Regions from separate parts of the Columba livia genome. Here region 2 is linked to region 1. The links are chromatin contacts, called in public Hi-C maps. All regions are on one chromosome and are shown on one strand. Each heading gives the region's core, a stretch centred on a gene start, on an enhancer-like site or on the middle of the called end of the contact. The rest is flanking DNA. Distances are from core to core; before and after follow the strand shown.

The links. Hi-C and Micro-C count contacts between places; a contact is called where the count stands out from the background.
Region 2: a contact with region 1 is called in a Hi-C map of crop, with 2.6 times the contacts expected there. The contact joins the promoter of KIRREL3 here to the promoter of DIXDC1 in region 1. A contact is called at or near these places in 2 of 2 Hi-C or Micro-C datasets (crop and liver).

The regions. Positions count from the first base shown.
Region 1 is chr24:2,252,531-2,255,464 of bColLiv1.pat.W.v2, forward strand. DIXDC1 (DIX domain containing 1) reads left to right here and starts at 1,504. Exons shown (of 21, transcript XM_065040307.1): 1 at 1,504-1,559; 2 at 2,719-2,839. The coding sequence starts at 2,783. It overlaps C24H11orf52 (chromosome 24 C11orf52 homolog), which reads left to right. Exons shown (of 4, transcript XM_005500746.3): 4 at 1-1,249.
Region 2 is chr24:2,543,013-2,546,419 of bColLiv1.pat.W.v2, forward strand. KIRREL3 (kirre like nephrin family adhesion molecule 3) reads right to left here and starts at 1,567. Exons shown (of 18, transcript XM_021295955.2): 1 at 1,325-1,567. The coding sequence starts at 1,385.

The DNA of each region.
Region 1 (2,934 bases), core at 254-2,753:
AGAGTAACATTCACAGAAGAAGGCCATTTTTTTAAATAATGGATACAGTATATTTTCCAACCTGAAAAGGGTTTTTTTGCCCATGCCATCCAGCTGCCCTCAGTGGGGTTATTGTGAGGTCTGCAGTAGAAGGCCCTTCATTTGTAGTGGGTGTAACATTATGTTATCTGAAGGGCTGGACCTTCTGAGTGCCAAGGATTCCTCTTTCCGCTCCTCCAAGTTCCTTTCTGTACTCCATGCCCAGCATGAAAACCTGTCCTTGGGACTGAGGGGGATTGAATGGGCAGAGGATTTATTGACCGGAGTGAGTCAGGGAGGCATGGGAGACTCCAGCACTCAGTCCTGCTGTCAGAGGGGCAGCCGGAGACATGGTTCATGCTGGAGAGCAGTTATGTCCCTCCTTGCACTGAATCACCGGTACAAGAACTAGAAAGGGACACTTCAGTTCTGGTCAAGCCCTCCGTGTTACAGGAAGACACTGGATCTTTTAGAAACATTATTAAATATGGATGATAGTTCAGGAGGTTTTCTAGAAGGAGTGCAGACTCCAACAGGTCATTTTTAAAAACAGTTTAAGTGGAAAAGCCTGTTATTGCAGAGGCATGCACAGTGCTACTGAAGTTTTTCCTCGGAAGTTTATCCATCAGGAGAGCTGGGGCCATGGACAGAAAGCTGCACAAACACGAGGGTCAAGCTCCTGGGCCCAGAGCTGTGTAAATTTGCACATCCATCGAGTTAAACCAGTTTTGCTGTGGACATAAGTAGAACTGTGTTCAGCTCAGAGGAACTTGCTTTCACGTGGTCACATCACTTGGTTCTGTTCATCTGTGGATGAGCCCTTTTGTATTCTGAAAGCATGGGAGCTACAACAGAAAACATCTCCTAATGAGTGTCTCGGAGTGGTAGTTTATCTCCTATTCCCTCAGGAGCTCCAGCTTCCATACTTGGTACTTGGTGTTGTTTCTGGAAGTACAGTGTATCTTAGAGATAATCAAATATTCTGCATAGCAACAGGAATAAAACAGTAATTTTGCCTGTTCACCAGGCCTTTAATACATAAAATGTGAAAGCCACATGTTCTGCAACAGGATTTTTCTGAAGAACTTGGTTTTGCACTGAATATTAAAAGCTTCTAACCGCGTATCTCGTGTGTTTCCCGAGGTTGTTACGTTTAGGTGTCAAATGAGTGTTAATGTATCAAATGTTTCTTGAACATTAAAGATGTAATTTTTTAGGTTTAATTAACAAATTCGCACTTTTTGGGACGGCCGTTGCCTGTTCGCTGCACAGGGGCTCTGGGGGAGCGCAGGACACCCCCCGGCGGGCGGGTTCCCGTGCCGCTGCTGCACATAAACGCGCTGGCGCTCAGCGCGGGTGCGGACCCCTAGCTGCGGACCCCCGGGTGCGGACCCCCGGGTGCGGACCCCCAGCGCCCCCCGCCCGCTCCCGGGCTCCGAACCCCCGATACGCTCCAGCTGGGCGGGGCCTGAGCGGGGCCGCCCCGCCTCTGTCTCCATGGCGACCGGCGACGCGCCGCGGCGGGGCCGGGCCGGGCTCAGGTAGGGCCGGAGGGCGCGGGAACCTTGGCGGGGCGGGCTCGGCACCTCACCCCACGGGTACCCTGGTTTTCCCTGTGCCACCCCCTCCGCAGGGGCTCCGCAGCCCCCGGGACCGGCCCGCGATCCCCCGCCCTGCTCCTGGGGACCGCGGAGCTCTGCTGGTACCCCAGTCCCACACCCCGGGGCTACGGTTCCCCAAACCCTGGTCTCCCCGAGCCCAGCCCTGCTCCTGGGGAGCCCCATACTCTAATCCCCCTCCGACCAACCACGCTTCCAGAGACACCACACAGCCCCTCCGAGGCCCCGGATCCTTCCCCACACCTCGTGGCCTCCCTGCTCACTCGCTCTCAGCCTTGTTTTGCAGAATGGGTCCCCAAATACCTCCACCCTGTGCAGATTCAGCAACTTGCCTTGGCTCTGCCTCTGTTACTCTGTTACTCTCACTCTGTTACTCTGTTACTCTGTGTTATCCTGAACTTTAGACCCTAGCGATGCACCAGGATGACACAACCAACAGCGACCATCTGCCTAAAGGTTACGCTCCTGCCACCTTTAAATGGTTCCTAGTGACTCAGTCTTTCCCAAGGAATCGTACCATTATCTTCTCTGTTAACTCTTCCAAACTCCCCTTCCCCCTTTCAGACTTCTAAAGGAAGACTAGGCAAATAAAATATAGATTACCAGAAAATTCCTAAATATAAATGTCAGCACGTGGAATTGTTTCCTAAAATTATTAATGAATCTTTGCTGTCTGAGCTAAATGCACTGAATCAAGTAATACCCTGAATATTTGGCACTGGTGATCAGTACAGCTTTGGCTGGCATATATGACTCCTATTGAATTTGTATTCCCCCTCCACAAATGGGAAGAGATAATTTGATCCTATGTGCAGCGTAAACCAAGGTCATGAGGAACCTTTTCTAGAAATGTTTCAGAGGAATTCTGCCCATGGTACACACTTCACATGTGGAAGAAAATACAAAAATGTGTACATTTCCCTGAGACTGTAGCACTTAAATATATTTTCTGCAGGCAATTGTAGAAGGTGGCAACTTTCCTCCTTTATTTTGGTTATATTCAGACATGCCATTGATAAGTCTGTTCTGCCTCTAAGAAAACTCTTTCCTTTCTATTTAGTGCATTTGCTTCTCCTCTCAGGCTTCGAGGGGGAAGGAGTGCTGGTACATTCCCCTTGGCACCGAGCTGAGCTGTGGCATCCAGCATGGGAAGTGTGGCAGACATGGTGCCCCAACACACACCACAGCCTGCTACGTCCTCCGTGAGTTTCCAGGAGACCTTTGTGTGTCTGACCTCTGTTTTGGATGCGTGACGGGGAGGTTGGGAGGGGACGCTCAGTGACACAACGGCATTGGT
Region 2 (3,407 bases), core at 317-2,816, 290 kb after region 1:
GAGAGATGCAGAAGGACAGGATCAGCTTCCAAATTTTGCTGATATATCCCCGGACTCGCTGCCGCACCAGCAAGAGTTTGAATTTGTTCAGCCAGAAACCTACACGGAAGGCACAGTGGGTTTCTTTTGTGCAGGAGCAAAGGCAAATGCAAACACAGCTTTCTCCCTGAAGGAACATTAGTACAAGCAGAGAGAGGGGAAAGAGGAAAAAGAGGGGAAGGGAGGGCAGCGTGGGAGCCCAGTATCGCATCCGAGCCCAGGAAAAGCAGAGCTGAGGACAAGCAGAAGCACAGCTGCCTCTCAATGCAACGTCCCTGCTCGGGGAATAGGGGGAAACGCAGCGTATGGTGGGGGATGCTCAGCAATAATGTCTGGCTGCGCAAAAAAGCAGCTGCCCATTGAGAAGTACCACTCTCTCCAAAAGTTTTATCCTTCATTTAATCAACAGATGGACTAGCTGCGTGGGTTCAGGAGCAGGTTTTTTTTCGCCTTTTTTTTTGGTTTTTGTTTTAAAGCAAGCCCAAGCCCTACCCTCACAAAAGCCAGCTTCAGGACCAGGGCGGCATGACACAGATGGTCTTTGACACCGGCGTCGCGAGGGGACGGGCAGCAGATCCACAAAGCTTGGGTCTGGTTGTAGCTCAGCGTCCTCCACAGGTGACACATAGTCCATGGACCAGGCATACAGCAGCATGACAAACACAGCTTCCCAAAATGCACCCCCCACCCCCAATCTTTTTGGGTTTTATTTTCATTTGTGGGGGGCACACAAGCAAGTAGCAAAGTTACAAGGCTGATTCCCATGCTCCTGCCCCAGCTCCCACGCTGGCGGGGAGGTGGGATCTGGCTGTGACACCCCCAAAAAAGCCACCACAGGAGTTCCCTGTGCTGGCTGCACTCAAAGCAACTCTTCCACCCTCCTCTCATCCCTCCCTCCCGGAGCAAATCGCTCCCCACCCCGGCTTTACAACCGCAGGCTCCTGGGTGCAGCCAGCGGGTTCTCCCACCAGCCAAAGAGGCTTCATGCTCCCAAGAACCGAAATTCATCCTCCATCGGTACCGGCTGGGAGGGGTAGGTGCTGTTGCTGAGCAAACCCGTGTTTACACACAAACACGATCTAATTAACGGAGCTGGAGCAGAAAGAACTCATTTGCATGCTAAAGATTTTTCTCAAAAAAAAAAAAAAAAAAAGGAGAAAGCTAGCTGCCTCGGCAGAGATGCATTAAAAAAACCCTCTGCAATCCTCCCTTTTTCTTCCCCCCCACCTTCCCCAAAGAGCAAAAATCACACACAACACCCCCCAACTAAGTGCCGGGTCCCTACCGTGGCTGAGGAGGAAGGCGCCGAGGAGGAGGAGGAGCAGGTCTGCCTGGAAAGCGCTCATTCCTCAGGGTGGGCTCCGGGCGCCGGGGGGTCTGGGGGCTCCGTTACCGGGGATGCCGGAGGTGGGGGGGGTTCAAGCGGCCGCCGCCCGCCGGCTCCGCTCGCCCGGCTCCATCGCCGCCCCCCCAGCTCCTCCCCCGGCAGCGCTGCCTTGACTGGCGGAGCGAAGCTCGGCGGCGCTGCCTGGCTTTTTGAGGAGGGGGGGAGAGAGAGAGAAAGGAAAAAAGGGGAGGGAAGAAGAAAAGTGATGGTTACAGGGGGAGTAACTTGCGCGCAGCCGGGGATGGCTCAGCCCCGCAAGACGGGATGGGATGCACGGTGGGGGCGGGGGGGGCGGTTTTTGCAAGGTGGGGGAGACACCCGGTTTCTGCAAGGTGGGGGTGTTTGTGCCCCCCCCCCCCCCCTTTTGGCAAGGTCGGAGGAATTTGTGCACCCCCATCGTTTTTTGCAAGGTCGGAGGAATTTGTGCACACTTCCCCCCTTTTTGCAAGGTGGGGAGCATTTGCGCACACCCCCCCACCCCCCCCCCCCGCCAAGAGCTCGCTTGGCCACACGACGTGGAGCGCAAGTTAAAGGGGGGTGGGCTCCGCTGCTTCTTCATCGCTTCTTTAATGCACACCCCCCTTACAATTTACACCACCCTCCAGTGCTGCTCCCTGCCCCAACAGGGTAATTAAAGCAATGAATCAAGCAGTTATGTGGCTTCTCCCCCCCATATATATGGCTAAATTTGGAGGGGGGTTGCTGCCCGCCCCCCAGCACCGTCCTCACCTACTTGTGCGATTTTTGGGCGGGATGAAGCAGCCAAAGAATCACCCCGAGGTCCAGCCAAGGGGGCCCAAAAACTAACTCACCCCCTCCCAGGGCTAAGTTATGTCTTTACAAGCAGCGCTTTGCACAGGTCATGAGAGAGAAGGTCCGTCCAGCACCCCCCATAGCAGCCTCACCCCCAAGGGAGCAGCAGCTCCTCCCCTCACCCCCACCCCCCCCCCCCAAAAAAAAAACCAAACAACGGAGCTGGGAAGGGGAAAATCCACCAAAAAAAACCCAAAATAAAGTTTCTTGGGGGGGCAGATTTTGCAAAAGCTGCTACAACCCCCACTCAACAAAAAGGCAGAAAAAGGCCTTTTCCTTTCCCTACCCATCATTTCTGAGAGTTTTAGGCCTGTTTTTATTTTTCTTAACAAACAAATATTCATTTAATTTTTTTTTTTTTTCACCCAGCAAAATGTTTGGGACAAAACAGAGGGGCTCAAAATACACAAATATATAAAAACAACTCTTACCGTCACACTTTGCGCAGCCACTGAGGCCACAGACTCCCTCACCTCCATCTCTCGAGTCCAAAAGGGGCAGTGGAGGGCCGCTGAGCGCAATTATAAACCCGAGCATTAGAAAGTAATTACAGCTGTGGACTCTAATTACTTACCGCTGTGCTGAAAGGTGAACTTCAAAGGGGGCTGCCACAGCTCTTTGAGCCGTGCTGGGAGCTTCTGCGAGTGCTTGCTTGCCTTGATGGAGCTTGGCTTTGTGGTTGCCTGTGCTGGTTTAGCTAAGTGGGGATTAGTACCCTTTTGTGTTGCCAAGCTAAACTGATGTCAGGTGGGTTAAACCTGACTTAGGAGCAGCAGTTTAATAAAGTGTCTTAGCTTGGCACACACACGCTTTGCTCTCTGCAGAGGGGTAGTCACCCTGGAAATAAAGATTTTATATATATATATATATACATATATATATATATGTATATATTTAGCTTTCATCCCTCAGGAAATCAAACTCATTTTGTCCATGCACACTGGTCTTCCCACCCCTGTCTGTTTGCATACCTGTCAACCATTGGGGAGAAAAAGGTGCCAAAGTGCAGACGGTTGCTTGCAAATTATCATGTTCCTGCACTTTAAAGCAGGGCTAAAAGTGACACTCCTGGGCTGTGTTTTCCCTGTGCCACCAGGTCGCCTTGGACAAGTGGCACCAGCTCTGACCCTTGGCGGCTACACAAGTATGTTTGTGGCTACCAAGGTAT